Linked DNA regions of Mus musculus: region 2 is linked to region 1. The links are chromatin contacts, called in public Hi-C maps. All regions are on one chromosome and are shown on one strand. The core of a region is the stretch at or near the end of the contact, and the rest is flanking DNA. Distances in the headings are between cores, read along the strand shown.

What was found. Hi-C and Micro-C count contacts between places; a contact is called where the count stands out from the background.
Region 2: a contact with region 1 is called in a Hi-C map of liver, with 4 times the contacts expected there. The contact joins the promoter of Taar8a here to the enhancer-like site in region 1. A contact is called at or near these places in 3 of 39 promoter capture datasets (embryonic stem cells, liver and maxillary cranial neural crest), 1 of 15 datasets of contacts at CTCF or cohesin (the NIH/3T3 cell line), 16 of 484 Hi-C or Micro-C datasets (CD4 T cells, the STO cell line, brain and 9 more), 4 of 115 datasets of contacts at active chromatin or transcription factors (bone marrow-derived dendritic cells, embryonic stem cells, extraembryonic endoderm stem cells and 1 more) and 4 of 9 other capture datasets (adipose tissue, liver, macrophages and 1 more).

The regions. Positions count from the first base shown.
Region 1 is chr10:23,836,962-23,843,126 of GRCm38.p6, reverse strand. No RefSeq gene overlaps it. Among named protein-coding and RNA genes, the nearest start is that of Vnn3, 11 kb to the left of the region's middle. Within about 2 kb of position 3,531, at least 22 of the 459 cell types and tissues checked have an H3K27ac peak or open chromatin away from gene starts, as enhancers often do. A contact at or near this core is called in differentiating embryonic stem cells and liver, where this site is marked.
Region 2 is chr10:24,073,012-24,079,176 of GRCm38.p6, reverse strand. Taar8a (trace amine-associated receptor 8A) reads right to left here and starts at 2,677. Exons shown (of 1, transcript NM_001010830.1): 1 at 1,643-2,677. The coding sequence starts at 2,677. The coding sequence ends at 1,643.

The DNA of each region.
Region 1 (6,165 bases), core at 2,282-4,781:
CTAATAAAAAAACAAACAAGCAAACAAACAGGGCCAGGAGATAGTTCAATGGGAAAGGTGCTTACTTCCTAAGCAAGTTTTGGGGCCTGGATTTCTTTTCCAGGACACAGAGAAACACTTGTAGGAGATTTGGTAAAAGTGTCCTTTGTCTTCTGTGGTTCATGGCAGCACTCACATACACAAAACTAACTCTCTCTCTCTCTCTCTCTCTCTCTCTCTCTCTCTCTCTCTCTCTCTCTCTCACAAATGCAATAATAAAATTTTAAAATTAGAAAAAAACAAACAAACTTCAATCTTATTTCCACGTAACAGATTATTAGATAATTCAAAGGGTTTTACTCTTCTGTTTGAAGGGTTGGGACAGGCTCTCATCTTACACAGTTTAGCACAGGCTCTCTATATAGCTAAGGATGTATGGCCTTGAACTCCAGGACTACAGGAATGTGCTACCACCTCCAGACAGTTTTGTTATTTGTAGTCATATCATCTTTATAAGTTGCCCAAGGACAGAGGCCAGCTTTCAGTTCAGCTGTTCATGTGGAATCACAAACTACCCAACTGCATACTTTTGGCCTGGTTTTAAATTGAAAACTTGCTTTGTTTACATATAAGTTGATTTAAGGTAGAACAATTTTCTTTTAAATCTTTTAATTTTAATTTAAATCTGACTACAGAATTAGTAATACTCCTTTCCTTAAAAGTTCTCTCATATGGTTTTTTTTTATTATTAGGAAAATGTACAGATTTGGGAAATGTGTATTTTTTTTGCCTTTTAATTGATTCAAATCTCCTTGAATTCCATAAACCTTTGCACTGGGTATGTCTTTTCTCAGGGCCTCCATGCCTTTATGTGTGAAACAGCATCCGTAGATTCTCAGAATTCAGGAAGAATGTTTAAGGATTGCTTCCTGATAACAAAACCCTAAATTTACATTTCATGTTGAAATTCTAGCATGTCTTGGCTCACCTGACTATCTGAATAAAAGCCGAGGGAAGAGGATGGGAATTCCCCAGCCTTTCCCTGTTTCTAAGTCCAAGAAATGTTTCAGTTTCTAGCATGTTGAAATCAATAGAAACTCAAAATAAATATTTACTTACCTAAAGAATTTAATAAACCCTTTACTTCCTGTATTAGGAACCAGGATTGTACACAGAGGTCACTTAAAATGACTTTTTTTTCTGGATTAAACCTCTTTTTGTTTTTGGATATTTTCTTTATTTACATTTCAAGTGTTATCCCCTTCCCTGGTTTCCCCTCTGTAAGCCCTCTTCCCCATCTTCTTCCCCCTCCCCCTGCTCACCAACCCACCCACTCCTGCTTCCTGGGCCTGGCATTCCCCTACACTGGGGCATAGAACCTTCACAGGACCAAGGGCTTTTCCTCCCATTGATGACCAACTAGGCCATCCTCTGCTACATTTGCAGCTTGAGCCATGAGTCTCTCCGTGTGTTTTCTTTGGTTGGTGGTTTAGTCCCTGAGAGCTCTGGGGGTACTGGTTAGTTCATATTGTTGTTCCCTCTATGGGGCTTAAAATGACATTTTATACATAATCCCAGCAACAGTTTGGATTATTATAATGTTGGGAAATTTAAAGTTTGGAGTTTGGACTTTTGTACTAAAATAAATGTAACTTCTTTTAAATATGTAAATGAAGAGCTGAAGACAGCTTAGTGGCAGAGAACCTGCTTAATATGCAGGAGGCCCTACATTTGGTTTGATTCCCAACGGCATCAAAATGTGTGTGTGTGTGTGTGTGTGTGTGTGTGTGTGTGTATGCTTTTACAAGTGTCTCTTTGTATGAATGTGTATGAGTATGTTTAAGAGAGTCAATGTGAGTGTGTGTGTATGTGTGTGTAAGAGTGTAAGATGACTGCCTCTGTGTGTGAGTGTAAGATGACTGTCTCTGTGTGTGAGTGTATGTGTGAGTATAAGATGACTGTCTATCTGTATGTATGTGAGTGTAAGATGACTGTCTCTGTATGTGAGTGTGTGTGTGTGTGTGTGTGAGATGATTGCCTCTCTGTGTGTGAATGTATATTTAAGTGTAAGATGACTGTCTCTGTGAATGTGTGTGTGTGAGTGTAAAACAACTATCCCTCTGTGTAAGTGTGTGCATGTATAATATGAATGCCTCTATGTGAGAGTATGCATGTGTGAGGGCAAGGGAAATTTTAAAGGAGGAAGAGAATTTTTGTTGGCCCTCTGCAAGCCTTCCTTTCTCATTCACTGTGAGATCTCTCTTCATTTCCATTATTCCTTTTGCTTTTACTTTTGTAAAGTGAGCTTCACTGTGACATGTCACACACACTTGCATGTGTGTGATAGTTTACACATAGTGAGCTTTGTTGTGACAGGTCACACACACTTGCATGTGTGTGATCATCTGATCGCTCCTCCAACTCCTACTCTCCCTCCCACTTTCACTTCCCCTTCATTTTCTCATCTACCCACTTTCCTCTCATATTTACTGTCACGTCTTTGGCTTTAATCACTTCTGGGTGACTTTTCTATGTGTGCAGGTACGTGGCACAGTGCTTATGTGAAAGTCAGTGGACATCTTTGTGGAATCTGTTCTGTCCTTCCACCATATGGGTCCAGGGGATCAAACTCGGGGTGTCAAGTCTGGTACAGGCTCTTTAGCCCATTGAGCGTCTCACCAGCCTCTTTTTTTTATATGACCCAGTGAATTTCATTGTTTTTTGTTGTTTTGTTTTGTTTTGTTTTGTTTTACAGGAACTTGTGCACATTACCAGTAGCTACACCATTGAGAAAATAAATGTCTTTTCCTCCTCCACCCGCCATTAACGGCTTATGGATCCTGGAGATGAAGGGATCCCATGAGTCTCATTTCTCCCACGACAGGCTGGAGGGGTCCGATCTCCTGCCTGGTAATCTCATCCACTGTTTACACATTTAATCCCAGCACAAGAGAGGCAGAGGCAGCTTGATCTGCCTGTGAGGCTGAGGCCAGCTTGATCTACAGAGTGAGTTTCAGAACAAGCCAGGGCTACCTAGAAAGATGTTGTCTCAAAACAAACAAACAAATGAAAGAGTGCACAGTCTTTTGTATCCTCTTCACCTTCTCTGAGCTGTGGACAGTGTAATGGAGATGCCCCCCACTTCGATGGAAACTTCACCAACCACTTACTCTCAGCATTTTGATCACTTACGAGTCCCCGCTATTACTGATGCCCACTGTAGAAAGGTGCTTCTCTAGCCAAAGCTGACAGTGGCTGTTGTGTCCGGCCAGCGGCTCACATGTCTGGGTTCTGTTCTGGAAAGGCATCTTGGAATCTGGAAGAGAAGAGGGAGCTAGGCAGACAAGAGAAAGATGAAGCTAAGACAAAATTCTGATCAAAGCTCAATTTTACTAGTTCGTGCACCGAGTTATGAAGGAGGGGAAGGGGCCCGATTCCCGCCAAATCATCTTGGAGTAAGGTTACAGGTGAACAGGTGATACAGCTAGGTGGCAGGCAGCGGCAGTGGGAGTAGTAGGACGATAAGGCCGCAAGCTCCGCCCGATGCTCTCTAACACTGAAACCTGAGCAAACAAGTTTCAGGCTGGGGAGGGGAGGTTACAAGTGGCACCACTGGGTGGGGATAAAGAGTTATTTAGAGGCAATTTGATCAGCTCTTCATTTTCACTTGGCAAAGCAACAGCTGTAGGGTTCTCATTAGTGCCTATTACAACTCTAGTAATGGGCTTTTGATATGATTTACAGTACCAGACAGGAATTCTCCCCCTGTGCCATAGGCCTCAATTCCGTGAGAAAGCATTGATAGACCCCATAAGAAAGAGCCTTGCCCCTATTACACCAGCACATTTGTATTATTCTTACAGGGTCCACACTATAGCCCAGGCTGGCCTTGAACTCATGATTCACTTGCCTCCCAAATGTGTATGTTATTGGTATACTACTGGCATGGTCAAGGAAGTTAAGTCCAGAAGTTTTTGGAAGCCAAAAAGGTAGGAAAGGTTACGTAAACTAAGTTAGAAGCAAAGTTCACTGGTGCTGCATGTCAGAGGCTAGGCTTGGCTTCAGCTCAGAGTACAGACTACAGCATAGAACAGTGCAAGGCAAGGGTGCTGTACGGGGCTTTTCATTTGGACTGCTGAAGTCTTAAAGTGTGTTAAAGATAAATGCTGGGGCTGGTGAGATGGCTCAGTGGGTAAGAGCACTGACTGCTCTTCCGAAGGTCCAGAGTTCAATTCCCAGCAACCACATGGTGGCTCACAACCATCTGTAACGAGATCTGATGCCCTCTTCTGGAGTGTCTGAAGACAGCTATAATGTACTTCCATATAATAAATAAAATAAATCTTAAAAAAAAAAAAAGATAAATGCTGTTAGCAGAACTTGCTCTCATTTATGAGGGGTGCAAGCACAGATGACTGCAGAGTCAGAGAAAATTCCCCTGGGCCTGGACTTAACTCAGACACATGTGAGATCTCTCCAGCCCTCTTATAACTTCCCCATTCCAATTCTGACTGGGTGCTATGGGTCTAGGTCATTCAGAGATTCACCAGTCTGGCCACGAGGATATTTAACAAAGAAGAGACTTTTATTCAGGTGCTGGCATCTGTACCTGGTGCCAGAACTGTGTTCCAAGACCTGAGATATTCAAGATGTAGCATTTAGCCATATTATCCCAGGGCGTATAAAGAGAAAAACCATAGAATTATGTGACTTGAAAAAAGTCATCTTATATCTTGGGTATCCTAGGTTTTGGGCTAATATCCACTTATCAGTGAGTACATATTGTGTGAGTTCCTTTGTGAATGTGTTACCTCACTCAGGATGATGCCCTCCAGGTCCATCCATTTGGCTAGGAATTTCATAAATTCATTCTTTTTAATAGCTGAGTAGTACTCCATTATGTAAATGTACCACATTTCCTGTATCCATTCCTCTGTTGAGGGGCATCTGGGTTCTTTCCAGCTTCAGTAGTGTTGAAACTCTACTAACCACAGCTATATAGACTCACTGTTTTATAGGATCTGTGCCTAAAATTAAGCCTTAGTCTTTGGATGGAACAATTCAGTGCTACAGATGCCCTAAGTTAGATTGTTTTTTATATGAACTTAGGATAGCTGTAATTCTTTCTGGCACATTTTAACCACTTTCACTGCTAAGATGAGCATAAGGTCAATATGGTAGCAATTACCTGTAACCCCAGCGTTCAGATACTCAGAGTAGGGAGTTTGCCAGTTTGAGCCTAGCTTAAGCGAGTGCAGTGAGATCCTGTCTTGGGAAGGAGATGGGGCTTGAGGGGGCAGAGAGAAAGGCACAAATGGGATCTTAGCCTTGATCTTAGCCAAATCTGTAAGGAAAGGCCTTAATTCAGAGGCCGAGAGACCTTTCAAAAGTTACATAACTAGTTTCTAGATGCCACCTGCTAACGATTTGTTGAGTAAGATTGTTCAACATCTGTGGCCACATTAGTGACACTCTGTCCTCTCATCCTACAACCAGTGAGCAAGAGAGACGACACACAGTACACAGCAACGTTCTGGTTTTTCTGTCCCCATAAACTTCTAAGGTGACTAGTAAATGCTTGCAGGGGCAGTGTTTGTCATTCGCTGGAACTGGGGACATTCTTAAGTCATTGTAAGCAGAACTGAAATAAAATATATCACATAAAATATTATAATCTGCCACTTCAGAAACTATATGCTACCAAAAGGGCTGGGGTCTGTAGGCCGCTGGAGAAAGAACTAAATTAATAAGTGAACAAGTAAATAGGTAAGTACAACTATAAAGAATTAGTTACAGTTTGGTTCTCAGGGAAAGTGAAACCTGACCCTATGCACCAGGCCTAAGAGAAGCACATCGCCTCAGGCTGCCTTGTCCCTTTCCATAAATGCCCAAACCCTTCTGTTTCCATGATCTGGGTTCATAGTTTATCCAGGGGAGAGCCCTATTAAGATGACAATTTTTTGTTCTCTAGGTAACTGATCTATTTTCAAAAGAAGGTCATTTTATCGATTGTGTTAGTTTCCTAAAACCTTGATGATGCTCTCCCTCCCCCTCCCCCTCCCCCTCTCCCTCTCCCACTACCTCTCCCAGTCTCTGTGGGGGGAGGGGGGTTCATGTTGGGTGTGTTTGTATCTCTCTGTCTCTCTTCATCTCTTTGTGTGTGTGTCTGTCTGTCTCTCTGTAACT
Region 2 (6,165 bases), core at 1,428-3,927, 240 kb before region 1:
CAGGGATGGAACTTTTAACAAACATAGAAAGGAAATTCTGTAAAGTGTTATCTGTAACATAACCTAAAGTGGTTAAGTGCTTCCATATCTCATCAAAACCAAATAATTCTATGTGTGAAAGAGAGGTATTTAATCTGCTCCATGAAAAGACTGATCAGGGTGTGGGAACAGTCCTTAATGGTAAGACGTAAATTTAAATAAATCTATTCTCAGCCATCACATCTCAAAATAATGATAGTTTAAGTCCCCAATTTTGAATTACAATATCTACTTTTCCTCTGATTTCATTATTATTAACTAGTATTTCTAAAACAATATTCAAATGTTGCAATAATGTTGGGTAATATTAGACCCTACTGTCAACTTGGCTCTAAAGAGGATGGTTCTAGCTCTTCCTCTACGTATGTGCTGATAGCTACCTCATCATACACAGAAGAAACGAGTGGGGGTAGGAACTCAAAGATTAGTGTACCTCCCTACAAAACATCCTCAGTTTTTAATTGACAGATGGTAACTGCACATATTTATAGATACAATGTTTCATTAAGAAATTTTAGGTTAACATACAAAGTTACTCATTTTATTATGGCATTTTATTATTGTATTACATGGCTTTGCACAACCACTATACTTTATTTTAGTTTATTCCCTCCTCTACACTGCCTTCCATTGTTTCTTGCTAATACTCGTCCTTCTCCCAAGTGACACCCTATTCAGCTTCCACACCACACCTGAACCTTTACTTTACTTGACTCTTGTTTTCTCTCCCTTAGTTCTACCTTTTAGTGTAGAATTTTTCCACTCTCAGGGCAGTGTCTGTCACTAAATCTAAAATACCAGTCCTAAGACACTGTGCATGCTCCCCCTGTGCCCCATTTTTTAAGAGGCAAAAGAGTTAAATGGGCAACAGAGGACACATCTTAATCCAATGTGACTGATAACCCTGTAAGAAGAGGTAAGAACACAGACAAGGAGCAAGAGCCTTCTGCAAGCTGGGGATAGACTCCCTCCAAAGAAATCAGCTCTGCCAAGGCTTGACCTTGAGCTTTGCAGCACTCAGCTTTGAGACGCTGCATTGTTGTACGACAGTGAAACAAGCAGGTTTATGGTGTTTTGTCCTGAACTATAGAAACGTAATACTGCACTGCAGACAGCAAAGGAAGAAAGATCGCTTCCTTAGAGATTTCACACCCACAAATGAGATCTAAAATGCAATTCACTGGGGCTAGAGAGATGGCTCAGCGGTTGAGAACACTAACTGCTCTTCCAGAGGTTCTGAGATCAATTCCCAGCTGACAACAATCTCTAGTGGGATATGGTGCCCTCTTCTGATGTGTCTGAAGAAAGCAACAGTATGCTTACATACAAAAAATAATAATAATAAATCTTTAAAAAATTCAATGCACTGAAACAATGCAAGTGCATGTTCAAAGACATTGGTGACATAAAAGCCATGTTTGTCATGCAATAAAATAATAATGTCAATGACAGCTTAATGTTTTAACTTTGACAAGACATTCCTCCTGACTAATGTTTTTATGCTGTATTTTTCTAGCTTCATAAAGGTCATTTATTAGATTTAGTTCTGTCACCATTTCATAATTTTATACCTTAAGGAATTTTCTGAATTTTGTATTAATGCTTACTCTGAAAATAAATTTGCAGTTGATGAATGTCCCTTTAGAATTTCCCCACTTAAAATAAGCTTTATGGCTTTCTTAAACCAAGGAAAAAAGAAAGCATAAATCAAAGGGTTCATGGCTGAGTTATAATAGGTACCCCAGCAACAGATTTCATAGACATAGGCAGGAGTGATGAAGCCCATGAAAGCATCAACCAATGCGTCAATTGTGTATGGGAGCCACGAGACCATAAAAGCCACCACAGTGACCCCCAAGGTTTTTGCAGCCTTCCTCTCTCTCTTGGCCACTCTGGCTTTGTGACTCTCTGAGGATGATTCACCTCTGTTGCCACTTACAGAAGTTTCAATTTTTACAGCTTGCTGTTTGGCTACCAAAAATATTTTGCTGTAAAGAATGATCATAACAAGGGTAGGTATGAAGAATAGAAGAAAACTTATCAAAACAAAGTCTTGATTGATAACAATTTGGCAGCCCCCTACACAATTTAGAGCACTTACTAAGCTTTCAATCCCCTTAGCACTGATGCCTGTGTAAAACACTGCACTGCTGTACACCAGGGGCAGAATCCAGGAGATGCTGATGCAAATTCCAGACACAGACACTGTGAACTTGGTGGGATAGACCAGAGGGTCCGTGACAGCGATGTACCTGTCCACTGAGATGAAGCAGAGGTGGAGGACAGAAGAGTAACAAAAAGCCACATCACAACAACTGTGAAGGCTACAAAATGCATCTCCAAAGTACCAGCAGCTCTCAATGGACCTGACCATGCTGAAGGGCATCACAGAGATGCCCACCAAGAAGTCAGCACTGGCCAGAGAGGCGATGAGAAAATTGGCTGGAGAGTGCAGCTGCTTGAAATGGAGAACTGAAATCACCACCAGGAGGTTCCCACACACTGCCAGCACAGCCCCAAAGCCATAGACCATGTACAGGATGACCCGGGGCCCTGGAGAATAGGGAGTTTTAATACAGGATCCATTCGTGTTCTCATAGCAGAGCTGCAGGGCTGGTTGGGAAAAGTTGCTGGTCATGAATCTGCTTTTTGATGCTTGGGGGATTTCTGTCCTGCTAGAAGACAACAGTAATTTTGAGATATAAAAATTAAAGAAATGAACTCCATACTGAAGAATTAATTTTAAATATAACCCACGGTTATAAATCCTTTTTGTATTTTAATTATAAAAAATGAAGAAATATCAAACCTCAGAAAATCAATTTTCCCATTGATGGTCACACAATTATTCCTATAACTATGTTAAACGTCACTGTTAATCCCAGGCAAATTGATTTTAATACTGACTTTCAACTATCCAATTACCTGAGTAATTGAGAGTAGATTCCTTTCTTGCAAAAGATGATGACTTATAATGGCACATTCAAAGGTCACCTTTAATAGTATTTCAAATTCTATGTTGTTTTCAGAAGACAGCCAATCCACTCCATCTGCTGTAGGCTCCACATGAGGAGTCCCTACAGTGTAAGGTGTGAATATTCAAAGCACAATCACTGTTGTTAATTATAATTAGTAAGTTCTATAAATTATGTTTCTCTGTACACTGCTAATTTGTGCGAGTAGTGCTGATGTCCAGAACCAAGAATTTTTTGACTACTCTGAAAAGTTCAGTATTTGACAATTATTTTAACTATTTAATATTTTTAGCCTGATATATAGATATTTCTTATTCGATGATTGAAGTCATTATTATAAGTTCAGATGTTTTAGGGAAACTATTTTCTTTCTAGAGTAGTAAATTGAAAACTTTTGAAGAAAAATGTGGTCAACTGTTTAGGGAAAAGATACTAAAGATGTTCTGTAATTAGTTTACAGCAATACATTGATTGTGAGGAAAGAAATCAATAGATAATTCCATTGCTCAGTCATGGAAGTCTTATAGGTCACGCTCTTTTAGACTCTCTATACCACATTCACCTCAATTGAGACACACACTCTCTGTCTGATCAGTGGCATTTCCAAATCACATGGCAAGATGCAAAACTCAAATAGAAGCAACAAAATAAAGACACAAACCTGAAACATCATCCAGGCAACTTTCAGATCACATGGATCCATTGCATTGAGGATACACGGGGAGGGATGGGCAAGTGTTACCTAGAACACTGAATGCTTTAGTATGGTGATGGTTTCCTGTAATTCAGTAGTTCATGCAAAGATTCAGGGCTTTTACACTTCATTAGTCAAAGATGTCCCACTTAAAGGAAAGATCCAATGACTTCATCTTGTATCTGCACACATCAAAAAGAAGCACAGAGGTTGATACACCTCTTCATGACCTCAAGGTGACATACTCCTCACTTGGAATTATCCTTCTGGCTGGCTTTGTCTAGAGGCAAGAGCAGGAGAATGCCCTGTGTTTAGGTGGGACTTTGATAAAAAGTCAGAACATTAGGTGACCTGTGGTGCTGGAGGTAACAGTTGGAGGGACACTGTGCTGAGGATTTGCACTGGGGTGAGCAGGGAGCCCTTGGTGGTTCTGAAGCAAAGCCATGTGAATTGGCATGGAGGGCCAATACACTGTTTTGAAAGACAGCTCTTTGTATACTTCTGAACTGAAGTGGTGATAGGACCTTTGAACTTTGATATCAAGTGATCCCGTGGTGTCTAACACTATCCATTGTGACCTAGTTCCTCCTGGATCATTCAGGGGAAGTGAGCCATCTGAGGGCAGGCACAGGGAAGCTGCTTGTGCCCAGAGCAGGAGCCCAGAGCTCATGTTACTCCCTCCCCTCTAATGCCCTAGTGACCTCGATTTCATACTTCAGATGACTTGATTAAAAGCTGCAGGTGGGTTTGTCGTGAGCTGCTTTATTGCATCGGTGTGCACCAAAGTGATAGTTATGATTTAAACTTGCTCAGCGTATTCATGATCACAGAGAGGGCGACCATCCCAATAGCTGGAGTGTTGATTTTGCTTCATTCATGTCAACAACAGGATTTCCCCCACCTGGTTGAATCTCCCCTTCCTGGAACTTCACTCAGTATTTTACTTGCTGTATGAAGTAACTCTCTGAATGCTTCCACATTTTCTCTTTCAGGCACTGTGCTCTCAGAAGGGAAGCCCTCTGGAAATTTTATACAAGTGAGTTTAGTTCATTTAGCAGTTAGTTACTGTTTAGAAGCTGATATCCCTGAGGGGAAAGGACACAGCACAAACCTGTCCTTATTCGCCTGGAGTGCAGGGCCTCCAAGAGAGAGGACAATCCTGGAGAAGGGTGTAAGGTCAGGGCTCTCAAGTGGGTTTTGCTGTCTTGGCAAATTTACTCCACCAAGAGTCTTCAGGGACTCTAGACATTTATGGCTTTTTTCTTAACAGGGTGTACAATGCTAAGCTTGGGACTGTTTTATGAAGTATTGCATGATTACCCTCTGGCATTAGTATCATGTGCATATGTGTGTATGTTTGGACAAAGTAAAACATCTAAATAGTTTCCTATGAGATTCTTGAGTCGAAAGTCTCTGCCTTGTACTTCTGGAAATATTGGAGTAGGATTTATTTTTCTGGTCTAACCTGTTCACAATGAGAATAGAGTGTTGACTTTAAAAACATATGTGGATATAGTTACCCTAGCTTCAGAATTTGGGGAATAAAGTCTCTAAAATGGTTTCTTATTTACTTTTAAAGTAATATTAACAATCAGAAAAACAAAATACTATTTCTAAAAACCCACATAAAAAACTGTTCATATAAGCATCATTTTATTTTGTAATTACATTGTCTTTATTCTTTACACTTGGATTCCTCATCTTCTTGTGGACACCTGATACTTCACGCAAGATTTTTTTTCTTTTTTTCAAAAAAAGAACTTTGTTTTTTAAACACATTTTATAGGACATGCATTAAAATTTCTTGAGTGAAACACCTTATTGATTTTTTTTCTTGCACACATCATGTTACAGTGTTTCAGCAGCTTGATCCATTTTGCTTTCCAGACAGTTCTTCACGGACAACACTCCATTTTACCTCCATTTTCCAGACGAGGCCTCAGTCTTGCAAATAGCAAGTAACTTAACCCAAGTGAAGCCTGTGCATGATGTAGAGGATTTTGGGCATTTCACACACAGGTCTATGACCTCAGGAGCTCCCTCTGAACCCTTGCCTTGTGCACAGCTTCTTCAGACAAAAGAAAAAGCAACTGGCATCCAATCAAACGTGCCGTACGCAGTCCTTATGAGATATTGGCTATATGCTGTCAGTTAAGAAGAATTATTAATATTTACACATTTTCCGTTTTATAAAACCAAATAAAAATGAAAAGTCATTTAAGTTTTTAAAAGCAAAAGACTAATGAGCCATTATTAAATGGTTGAGAAATTAAAACTTGGTGACTTGTTTACTTTAAGAAATATTTTTAAAGGTTTAAAATTGGAATATTCAAAAAAGGTGTAGCAATTTTGTATTTTCTGTAAACATCCAATTTCTTGATTTATAAAGGACATAAATGTACCTACCTAAAATGGAAAATATTTTTACACTATTAATTATTATAACACATGGTTTTG